Linked DNA regions of Mus musculus: region 1 is linked to region 2. Evidence: chromatin contacts called from public HiChIP or PLAC-seq data. All regions are on one chromosome and are shown on one strand. The core of a region is the stretch at or near the end of the contact, and the rest is flanking DNA. Distances in the headings are between cores, read along the strand shown. Region 1 has its middle 19 kb from the start of C430002N11Rik. Region 2 has its middle 26 kb from the start of Gm51656.

What was found. HiChIP or PLAC-seq counts read pairs in DNA pulled down with a chosen protein or histone mark.
Region 1: a contact with region 2 is called in an H3K27ac HiChIP or PLAC-seq map of T-cell acute lymphoblastic leukemia, with 2.1 times the contacts expected there. The contact joins two enhancer-like sites. A contact is called at or near these places in 1 of 484 Hi-C or Micro-C datasets (CD4 T cells), 4 of 115 datasets of contacts at active chromatin or transcription factors (T-cell acute lymphoblastic leukemia, embryonic stem cells, memory CD8 T cells and 1 more) and 1 of 9 other capture datasets (embryonic stem cells).

Annotation. Positions count from the first base shown.
Region 1 is chr9:96,781,390-96,787,215 of GRCm38.p6, forward strand. No RefSeq gene overlaps it. Among named protein-coding and RNA genes, the nearest start is that of C430002N11Rik, 19 kb to the left of the region's middle. Within about 2 kb of position 4,047, at least 46 of the 459 cell types and tissues checked have an H3K27ac peak or open chromatin away from gene starts, as enhancers often do. A contact at or near this core is called in T-cell acute lymphoblastic leukemia and memory CD8 T cells, where this site is marked.
Region 2 is chr9:96,435,011-96,440,913 of GRCm38.p6, forward strand. No RefSeq gene overlaps it. Among named protein-coding and RNA genes, the nearest start is that of Gm51656, 26 kb to the right of the region's middle. Within about 2 kb of position 3,186, at least 283 of the 459 cell types and tissues checked have an H3K27ac peak or open chromatin away from gene starts, as enhancers often do. A contact at or near this core is called in T-cell acute lymphoblastic leukemia and memory CD8 T cells, where this site is marked.

The sequences.
Region 1 (5,826 bases), core at 2,797-5,296, 350 kb after region 2:
AGGTGGTTCAGATTGTGGGGAGCAGAGGAGGCCCTAAGTGAGCCAAGTCCCGAGTTCATGTCTCTTTCGATATGGGCACGACCATGTTTAGAACTCCAAAGCTTTGGACCCATGCATTCATCGAATGCAGTTCCTCACATGGGCCAGGTTCAAGAGGGGTGGTGAAGCTCTCCTCGGGGAGTTCAGGTATGCGTGTTTATAGACAATAAAGCAATGTGAGCAAACACTAGCAACTGGAGCTTCCTCCTCTCCACCAAGGTTCTGGGGTGCTCCTAAGAACCACCTGATCCCAACTTTACTGCACATGTGTCTGGATACCTGTTCTTTTCCATTCCCTTGAGGTCTCAGCTTCCAGGACCCAAACTGCATAGAGCTAGGTACCAGATGAGACACATACCAACATCAACCAGAGCCCATGCCCAGCAAGGTGGTGTTGTAAGCACATCAAAGCCATGGGCCTGAGAGATGGAGACTTGACCAGGGGCTAGAGTGGCTGGGGCAGGGGACAGGGGAGCTGGGGCAAGAGCAGGGTTTCACTGACCTTCCACAAAAGGAGAAAATGAACTCTGAGGTGTGTGATGTGAAAGACAGAGCCAACATGGGAGGGAGGGAGAACGTGAACCACAAGGGATCCAATGCTTTTCAAGAGACAAATCAACAATTTAACCAAGGCGGGAGTGGGGGTGGGGGTTTCCACGAGGAGGAGAAAGAAAAACAAGAAGCAATAATGAGGTGCCAAGCTGCTGAGCTGCTATGTCTGGCGTGAGCCTACACAGAAGCCTATAGTCAGCCAGGGAGCATGGGTGGCTTGTCTGAGGCTCGCCCTCTTCCCAAAGGGTCACAAGCTCTGGGCCTGCTGACGGTAAAGCTACATTATCTTCCATTTATTCACCAGGCATCAAGAAGCATGGTGACTCATCTGAAGTCACTCATCGGAAGACTCCATGGGCTCTGACTCATAAGGCCTTCCCGCAAGAGTCCTCTCTGGGCAAGGATGTGTGATCGCCAAGCAGATGAGCAGTCTCCTGACCAGGCTGGGGCCTCTTGAGATTTTTCTCTGGATACCCACACTCATAAAAGAAAGAACCACAACCATGGCCACCATGCCGGCATCCTGTGATTCTTTTGTGCCCAAAGAATGCTGGTCTTGTAGTCTAGCCGCTCCTAAACTATCAACACACACACACACACACGCACACACACACACACACACACACACACATACACACACACACACATGTACACGCACAGTCACCTGTAGCAGGAATGTGCATCAATACTGAGCAGGGGACCTGCAGGGGGCAGGGCTGTGTGTGAAAAGCAGAAGATGACAGCATGTCCTTTTCAGACACCATGACAGTAACATATTTGGGCTAGCCTGCTGCCCCTGACTTTGTTCAGCGACTGTCTGGAGTAAAATGGAGTCTCTTCATGGGAACCGACGGTAGCCTTTTTCCGTTACCCAGAACTCAGCTGCCAGCACCTGTGTATCTCTGCCACTATTGCTTGGGTACACACACCAACATAAAAGCAAACAGGACCTTGGGTTTGATGTCATAGGCGATTCACCAAGCTGAATAAGTGGGGATAAGTACAAGGAAACACTCAAACAGATGCTGCCCTCAAGCGAGACTGTTTGTAGTTGAAAGGACCCTACTCTCTTCTTCCCTTGATCCTTCTAAGACTCTGGAGTTGACCGGCTGGGTGGGGGTGATCCTTCTAAGAGTCTGGGGACATGAGAAAGCACGTTAGTTGTCTGGCTGGGTGGGGGTGGAAAAAGCCACCTGGAGCCTGAACAAAGCAGAGGGTGGTCTCTTCTCAGATCCTCAGGTCCCAAAGGCTGGGTGATTTCAAAAAACTACACGATGGGTCAGAAAAAGGGCAGAGAGAGCAGGAACTTCCAGGTGAGGCATCCTACGGCCATGAAGGAGTCTAATCCAGCCAAAAGGCTGAATTAACCTCCCAGCCCCATCTCCGAATTCCCAGACGTCAGATATGGAGGCTCTTGCTGAGGCCCTGCATTCCCCAGCCTGGTAGTCAGGAATGCTTGGGAGCTGTATGGCAGCTGGTGACTCAGACCTGATGGGAAGGCCAGATCCCCTCCCTGGGGTCACTGTGACACTCAGCCTTGAGCTCCAAAGGAACTCTTTCAAGAAGCCCTGGGCTGGCAGCCTCTTTCCCATGATAAACATACCACGGTCTCTCTGATGTTTGTCAGTCCAGATAGTCTTTCTAACTAAAACAAAACAAAGCACGAAAATCAACAACGGCAAAAATGACCCACAGCATCTTAGGTATAATCCGCCTTCCTTAGTCTCAGGTCTGCATTCCTGGATTCAGTCAACAAAGTATCAAAGATATTCAAAATGTGCTGAGAGTCTGGTCTGCAGTTGGCGCGGTGCAACAGAACAAGCATAATGCACCCAGCCCCAGCCTCTCCGGATGTGTGCTTGTCGGGCCTTCAGTCCCTGGCTGCCCCAGTTCCTCCAATCCCTGAAGCTGTGCAGAGACCACAATGTGTCAGTGTCACTAAATGTGTGCTGCTCAGAGGCTGGGCACGTAGTTCAGTGATAAAGTGTTTAGCGTGCTTTCATTCTCATTTTAAAATACTATGTGTGCACTATGTCTATGTGGGTATGCATACGAATATTGTGTCAATGGAGGACGTAGGTACTTTACTTGATACCTATAGAGCTGGGGTCATAGGCAGATGTGGCTGCTGGGAACCAGACTCAAGTTAGACTTTGATTTTAATCCCCAACACACGCACACACACAAGTAGAACTAACTCGCTGTTCTTCTGAGTACTGTGTGCTGGACAGTATACCCCTGCCTTCCAGGAGAGAAGATCAGAAAATCAGTGTGTGAAGCACAGTGGCTCAAGAGGGTGTGGTCCTCACCCCTTTTCACTGTTGCATCTATAGTATTTAGACCAGTCACCTACTGAGTGCAGTGACAGAGTTAGCCATGGTGGCAGCATTGGGGAGGAGCACCCAGGACACTAAAGATACCCATGCCAGGCTCCTTCCTGAAGAGGCTTGTGTTGAATATAGAAAACTACGCAGGAGTTGATCCTGGAGGAAACAAGGAAAGGTGGGATGGGAACAGGGCAGGGTGACGAGGTGGGAATGGTGACAGATTTAGTGTGCCAGGCTAAGCAGCCTGGATCCATCCCGGGGATGACTGAGAGTCTGAAGGGTTGTCACATTGGAGTATCATGGCCGAACCTTGTTTTGGAGACATCCCTGTACATTCAGGGTTCAGCAGGGACTGTCAACACCCTGTAGGTGTTAATATTGATCGATTGAGTGGGTGTTGTATGTTGTCTCCTCAGTAGAGTTACTCTTCTCCGTCTTGTCTGCCCTGTGCTCTTTGGAAGGAAGCCACTGGGCACTGGCCATCTTGACGGGGCAGGGGTTGTGTTCTGCCTCCTCGGGAGAAGATACTCAGAGTTTTGAATCTCACCCTGCGTTCGTTGCAAGAAATCATCTCTTCAGCTTTCTTTTAGACAGTCTTTCCAAAACACATAGGCCCATCAAGCATGGGGCCTGATTCTAAGACAACTTTAATGCGACTTAACATTTCTGAATTTTATCTACTGGGGCTGGAGAGATGATGATGCAGTGGTTAAACGTGCTGGCTACTCTTCCAGAAGACCCAGGTTTAATGCCCAGCAGCCACATAGCAACTCATAGCCATCTGTGATTCCAGCTCCAGGGGACTCAACCCTCTCTTCTGGCCTCTGTAGGCATCAGGCATTCATGTGGCGCACAGATATACGTGCAGGCAAACCACCCATACATATAAAAATATATTTTTAAAATATTTAAATGTATCTAAGTGTGCATACTACTAAAGGACTACGAGGCAAAATTGTAGCATGCAGGTCAGGTGAGTCCACTTCTGGTCTGGAGGCTTCCTTGAAGCAAGCCTGAGTGGATGTCTTCCAGGATGCCTCCCTGGCAAAAACTCAGGCTTGTGTGTCTTGTGATAGTGCCTAGGATGTGGCTGACTTAACCACACAATCAGGAGGAAGTGGCCCTCACCTCCCCCCCAAAAAAGGTATCAGAGGAAGTATTTGAGGAGTAGTGTTAGAGAGATGTCTTTCTGTCTAACACAACGTCCTTCCTTGTTCCCCAAAGAGCATTCATTTGCACCCACCAAACTTGGCTTTGCAAAGACGGCTCAATGAGAACAAGCAGCGCATGCCTACAACGAGGAGCCAGAGTCCCACACTACGACAGTGGGAAAGAGGCCTGTTCTTATTAAAAACTGGAACTCCAACAAGAATAACTGTCTTGGCAGTCACGAAACACACTACTTATATTGTTGTGTAATAAAATTTTATAATGTTAATTAAAAAAAAAAGTCATTGCACCCTGATAAGAACCTGCCTTCCCTCCCCCCCCCCATTTCAATTTTCCACAGTGGCTGTGTCTCCCTGCTCCCACGATCCCCTGCCTCTTCACAATTAAACTGTTTTTCTCCATCACGTTCTCCTCCTTATTGCCTGGACTTTGAAGTCCAATGTCATGTAAACATTAACTTGCTTCTTAGATAAACCCGCAAAGAGCAAGCTGTGATCTGAGCATCGAACTCACATTTCCCACGAGCTCCCCAGGAGTCTGATTTCTCTCCCAGTGTGTCCCAGCATCACAGGAGTTATGTGGAAACCGTCTTCCCTTATTTGTTATGGAAGTGTTTGGCAAAGAATAGCGACTAGAGATGATTTATCGTGGTAACACCCACCATTTCCTTTTAAATGTAGTCAAGGCCCAAACCATTGTTGATTTAAAGAGAAAGCATGCTAAATAGCAGTCCAAAAGGTTAAGGAAGATGGGGGTTGGGGGGCGGGGGAGAGGAGGAAAGGCCCATTGGCTGAAGTGTGAGATGCATACGTGACAGACTGAACATTAGAACTTCAGGCTTCCTTTCTGGACTAACCCCTGCCATGTAAGGTGGTGCAGGGGTCCCCTCTGCTGGTCCTGAGCCAGAGACTACCTGTTTCACCAACAAACATTTGCTTGTTTGTTTTTTATACACTTGTGGGGATCATGAGTCCAAATTCCCGTGGTGAACTTTTCAATTCACCTTAACGTGCACATGCTTCGTCGGTGTAATCGATGGGAGACCGATAACAAAGGATGGGTTTTTCCTTCCGAATTCCCTACAAAGATGTTTTCAGACTTTGCCATACATTATTTTGATGGCCTCTCCCAACCTGGTAGTTTGAAATGGTAGTAAATTTTCCTTATGTGGGGCATGGGGTGTTTTCACACACTATAAATTGTTTTCTGGGCTGCCAAGGAAGCAGTCTTAGCCTTGAGATTTTGATTGTAAATGTGGCACTTTTTTTTTTTTTTTTTTTTTTAGCATTCCCTTCTCCATCCAGTGGACTTGTTGGACCTGAATTGTGTAGCTGTATGACCTGAAATATATGAAAGACTGATACTAAAAGGATATATATATATATATATATATGTATATATATATATATATATATATATATTTCCTTTATCTTTTTCCCTCCTGAACTGAGTTATTTTTCCTTGATACACGATTAAATAGACAGAGCATTTGCTCTCTCAGCAGCAGGAAGCCTAGTGAATTTTCTCCACACACCATTTCTGATGAGCTGACCTTTTCCAGATGCCAAATGGACTAGTTGGAGTCAACTCTGTCGCCTCCACCGTCAGCTCCCATTTATCCCCAAAACACCCACTTGCTGACCCGAAACAAATCTTGCTTAGCTAATTTCCTTTGGAAGAATGGCAGAGACACAGAACAAACGGTTGCTAAAGTCAGGAAGAAGTTCTGATTGTATAT
Region 2 (5,903 bases), core at 1,936-4,435:
TTCTACCTAAAAAAAACAAACATTTTATTATGGGAAATTTTAAACATTCTGAAAATAGCCTGTCTAGAATAGACTGTTAGGATAAAGGCAGAGAAACAGGTGTAGTGCTGCAACAGATCTAATGAAAGAGGGTCAGTGGGGGAGGGGAGAGAGGGAAAAGCTGTCTGGGACTGGAGAGGAGAGGAGAGAGAGAGAGAGAGAGAGAGAAAGAGAGAGAATGGGAGACAGAATGAAAGAGAACAAGGAAAGGTGGACCTTTTACAGGGTGCAACCTGCATAGGAAAGCGCAGAACTCTACAGACGCTGCTTCTGGCAGTGGTGGGTCATGACCTCTGCTGCAGGGCCCGAGTTGCTGAAGGGAGGGCTGGTGGAGCACCTGATTTACAGACTGCACCCTTCACCTGGCTTCAACGATTATCAAGCATGGACAGTCCTGTTCCTTCTATGGCCTCACTCTTCCCGACCCTGAAACTAGTCATCATGTCGTCGGCGCCTCACTGTAAATCTCCAAAAGATAACGGGACTTGCCTAGATATAGCTCAGTGGCAGGGCACTGGCCTACCATGTGCAAATAATTGTGAGCTACGAGGAAAAACTGAACACAATACTGGATACAATTAGGTGCTTATTACATGCTAAATAGTTTAAATGCTTGTATGAGTCTTGTTTTTATTTATTCTTCGTAATGACCCTACAAGACAGTTGCCCTCCCCACCTCTGCCGCTCCATCTTGCAGCTTAGAAAACAGAATCAAAAGACATTAAAGATTGCCTGAGGTCACCCTCCTAAGTTTCCAACAGAAGAATGCATTTTATTTGTTTTCTTTTTAAGGGTCTCATGTAGCCCAGGCTTGTTTTAAAATTTTGATCCTCTGGCTCCTGCTTTCCAAATGCCGAAATGCGCCACCATGCCTGTCTGCCTTGTTAATACGCTTCTGGGAATCAAAGGCAAGCCTTAACACATGCTTTAACACACAGCTACAGCCCATCCCAACAGACCTACATCATCTTCCTCTTCCTTCTTCCTCCTCCTCCTCCTCCTCCTCTTCTTCAACAGCAACAGCTGCCTCGGCCTCCGCCACAGCAGCTGCAGCAGCTCTGGGCCTTAAACCCGTGTTGCTAGATATGTGTTTTACTATTGAGTTTTATCCCTGCTCAGCCTGAGCCTGTATGTTTACCTCTGACATCTTCATACCTCTATCAACATGGATGCAGTAGTTTTTCTCCAGTTCCAGGTCCTGTTGGCTGTTATGTTAATACACTTCCCTGCATGGTTCCCCCCTTCCTCAGCCACCCCCCCCCCTTTAAGACAGGGTTTCTCTGTGTGGCCCTAGCTGTTCTAGAACTCACTCTATCAACCAGAGTAGGCCTAGAACTCAGACATCAACCAGCCCCAGCCTCCGGAGTGCTAGGATTAAAGGTGTGCACCCCGTCCCCAGGGCTTCTCTGCATCCTATCCAGTAAATTCTTTATGCTCTGCTTGCCTTTGTTCACCAGGTTGGCTGGCCTGGTCCAACCCAACAGAGGTTCTGGGGACTTGGAATCTAGACCCTGAGGTATATTCTAAGACGACCTTTCTCTCTCTCCAAGGAAAGTCATGACGAACTGTCCCCTCAGTTACACACACCTGTAACCCCAACAAGAAGGAGGATCAGAAGTCCAAGGCCAGCCTTGTCCACATAGTGAGTTTGAGGCCAGCCTAAACTACATGAAACCTTGGGTTAGAAAACAAAAACAAACAAACCAAAACCACAAATAAACGAATGGGCCTGTCGTCTGTGCAGTCCTTGGGCTCTTGGTATAGTGGACACAAGACCCATTCCGACTGATTTTTCAGGACTGAATTACATATTGGTCCTAAAGGGCAGATGAGGAATTTGAAGGGCCCTCCGGGAGGTATTTCCCTGAGGAGACTGGAGACAGAGGTGCATGCCAAACACCCACATTCCATCAGTCTCCAGCTGAAAAAATTAATTGCCTGCCCTTTATGCCATTTGTCTTCGGCATGTGAACTGCAGTCTCAGAGTGGGAGGGGAGGAGAGAACGGCAGGCAGCTTAGAGCGGGGGTTCAACCACGCTGATCTCTTGGCTGCTCCTTTAACTCCTGTGGTGACGGATCGGATCGGAGCATTAGTCTCTGGCATCAAAACAGTCTCTCGGTCCATGTGACCAGCACTGCCGTTGCCGCACTGTAAAGCCCACAAGAATCGGCAGCCCACAGACCCATCAGTGGAAGCTTTGTGTTTGCTTCGTGTGGGTTTGCTGGTGGCCTTTGGCATAGCCACACGTTCAACACCTGCTGGAGCAAAACAAACCATGCCCAGCATTGCTGTCGCATCTTGGCCTGTCCCTGTCCTGAGACTATGGATTAGGACACTGACAAGGTCTGCCCACTCCCTCACCGCTCACACCCGGGAGTACAAAGTCTCTGCGTTCATCATGCTCAGGGGATTGCTTAGACCCACCTGTCACTTACTGGTGACCTTGAAGGCGGACAGACCGGGATTCGGACCCCGATCCTCCAGGAACCTGACATCTATTGCCATTGCCTTGACCCATGGGATAAAGGTGGCACCAGTCCCAGTGTGGCCCTGCACAGCAGCGGGCTGTGACCTTGGCTGAGATAATAGCGGGGACAGGGCATCTCCATGGAACAAGGGTTCCTATCTTAACAGTTTTTAAGGCCTACGCTGCAGGTCCTTCAATGCCAAGGTCACGAGTCAACGGGTAGAAATCTCGACATCTCATCCCTTGATCTAGAGCAATGCCCTCGTGGGGCTCCTGGCTGGGGACAGGCAAGGCGGACAGCGTTGCCATCAAGCGGCAGGTCGAGCCAGAAGCTACCCTCAGCTCTTCACAAAGCAGATCCAGTCTGCGGCCGCAATCCAAACACCGAAGGGAATCAGAACGTACGTCTTTTGTTTGCCGTGGCAGGAGAACTGTTGAGCAGAGGAAAAAACAAGCTGAGCTTAGCGCTATCAGCTGCTTCCTGGGGCTCGCTCCTTCCTTCCTCCGAGGGGGGTCTGGCCGCTTTGTTCTCGTTCCCAGCTGCACTTCTGCGCCTTTAAGCAGTGGCCTCCGCAGACCTCAGAGGAATGTAGCCCTGGGACCCCAGGGGACTTGGCTCAGGGCTCCGCCCGATACGGCCCCAAGCTCTCAACCCGGGTGCTCCTGCCCTTGCTACGTATCGCTCTTTCTGCCAGCCACTTCCTGGCTTGGGGAACAGGGGGGTGAGCCTCCCCAGAGGGGCTTCCTGTTTTCTTTGACAATCCTGAGAGGACGTGGTTTCATAGAATCCCACGAAGAGTCCACAAAAGGGTGTCCGTAATACTACTTCGATTGTCTGGGGGGAGAATGTGTCTCTCCTGGCATCCGTTTGTCCTGGTTCAGTTCCTAGCTCTAGAGGTTTCTAGCCAGTCACACCCCCAGCCAGCTGCTCAACCCCTCTGAGGCTGAAGCTACCTAGGGAAGATTAAAGCGCCAACAGTGTCTTGGATGCCTTCCCAAATCTTGGCCCACGGGGGGCCCTCAACAGGTGTTAGCCAATTGTCACTATGCCTGGGTTTTGATTACTTCAGTGACACAAGAAAACCAAACAGAACCCTTTAAGACTGATTATGTTGAAGAAGAGGGTGTGGCATAGCCTAGCTAGGCAGCTGGGCTTTCACTCGAGAGCGTTCCTCAGTGTTTTCATGATCTGTGGATCAACACTGCCCCTCCCCTCTCTCCCTCCCTCCTCTCTAGTCCTCCACCCCACCCCCATCCCACGAGGATGTTACAGATTTCTGACTGTGCCTCTAATTCAGCTGAATAAAACTGAAGTGGGACCCCACGTGCTTGCATTTCCTGGCTGAGAGGAGGTAAGACAACTGTAGGTGCCCAGATTCAGCCCGAACATTAGGCAAACTGCATTCACTTAGCTCAGACCTGGAGGCTCACGGTCTCAGAGATGCAACTGCAGGGACCACTGGCCAAAAGAGCAGTGGGAACTGTGGCCATGGGGCTGTCATTGACTGCTTTTTCTTTTTGTTTGTCTTGAGACCTTGTTTCCGGTAGTCCAGACTTGCTTCAAATCTAAAAATGTAGCCAAGAATGAACTTGAACTTTGGTATTCCCGTCTTATTCCCTAAGAGCTGGGATCACAGGTGTGCCCACCATACCCAGTCTGGGAATAGAACCCAAGGCTTTGTGCATCCTAGACATCCACTCTTCCAATGACTCCTGCTTCCCTCTCTTTCTTTTTGAAACAGGAGCTCACTAAGTAGCCCAGGCTGGCCTGGAACTTGTAATTCTCCGGTCTCAGACTCCCAAATTGGGAGGGGGCTATACACTTATCACTTGAGCCCCCTCCCCTTTTCCTTCTTTCCTTTTTATGATTTTTTTTTGTTTTTGTTTTTGCTTTTGTTTTGTTTTGACAGGGTTTCTCTGTGTAGTCCTGGCTGTCTTGGAACATGCTCTGTAGACTAGCAGGCTGGCTTTGAACTCTAGAGATCCACCTGACTCTGCCTCCTGAGTGCTGGGATTAAAGGTGTGTGCCACCATATCCGGCTGCCCTGTTTCTTAATCATCTCATCAGCCTGACTAGACAGATAGGCATTATTGACCAGGCTTAGAGAAGGTGTTTAAACTACCGGTGCCACTGCAGGACTGTGATCATCAGGAAGACACTCTGATGGGTTCTGAGTGGGGAGACTGGCTGGATGTCAGCCCAGTCCCTGTCCCATAGCCTGGCATCCCTCATGAGGAGTCAGCTTGCCTACCATCCGGCATGCAGCAGCCAGGGGACAGGACCAGGATTCTGCCACTCAAGGACTCTACTCCTCCATCCAGGACCACGCTTCACTTACCGGATGTGATCAAAAGGATGCTCTAGGCTTCCTACCTGTGTCTTTATGAAATTAAATGCCAGCACCTAGACTGTATGTCCCATGCCAGCCCTCTCCCATCATTCCCTGCAAGCCTCTCCACGCAGTCTCCCACAGCTTCCTGGGATCTGTCGCTGTCTGTCCCCGTTCTCCAGACCTCAGCTTCACTCCCTCCTTAGTCCCATCCCAAGCCCCTCTCACTGATTCTCCCTTGAGGATGATTTTGTTACCTCTCCTTTTTCTCCTCACTCCCTGGTTCAAAACTTTCCTGCAAAGATAGATGGAGGACAGGGGCTCCTCTCATCCTCACACACACACACACACACACACACACACACACACACACACACATCCCTCTCTCTCTCCTGCCTTACCTGATAGTAGATGATAGGGTTGGGCCTCATCCACAGAGGAAGAAACAACCTGCGTAGACAGCCTCATGGCTCTCCCACCCCTGTGTCAGCATTAGATCACACCCTCTGTCCAATTATATTTCCACTCATTGTCCATGCTTCAGTGACCTCTCTATAAAGCCCAAGGACAGAGTCCAGAGCTTCTTTCCAGCAAGCTGGGTCCATGCAGGCTCGTGAAGGTGTCAGGACGGGACAGAGCACGGGAGTTTCTCGGTCCCCTTGTTCCTCGTTCTTTGCCCAGGCAGCTCTCAGTCTGTAGTTTTTACTCTATCTTTCCTAATAACTAGTAAGCGCGCTTCCCAGCCCAGGAGCCTCTGGAGCGTATTAATCAACACCACAGAGGGGCGGTGGGAACTGAACTTTCAGTAGGAAGATCAGGAACACAGATTAAACAACTTGATGGGGTGGGGGGAGGGCCTCAGGTTGCTCACTGTGCAAACGGGAGGATCTGAGTTCAAATTCCAGCAGTGTTATAACCTGGGCGTGTGTATTTGTAACAGTGCTGTGGAGGGCAAGGACAGGAGACTCCTGGTGCTTGCTGCCAGTCTAGCTCTAGGGTTACCTGTCTCAGGGAAAAGGTGGACAGTGAGTAGAATCCCTTTCTGGTCTCCTTGTGGGGAGTACAA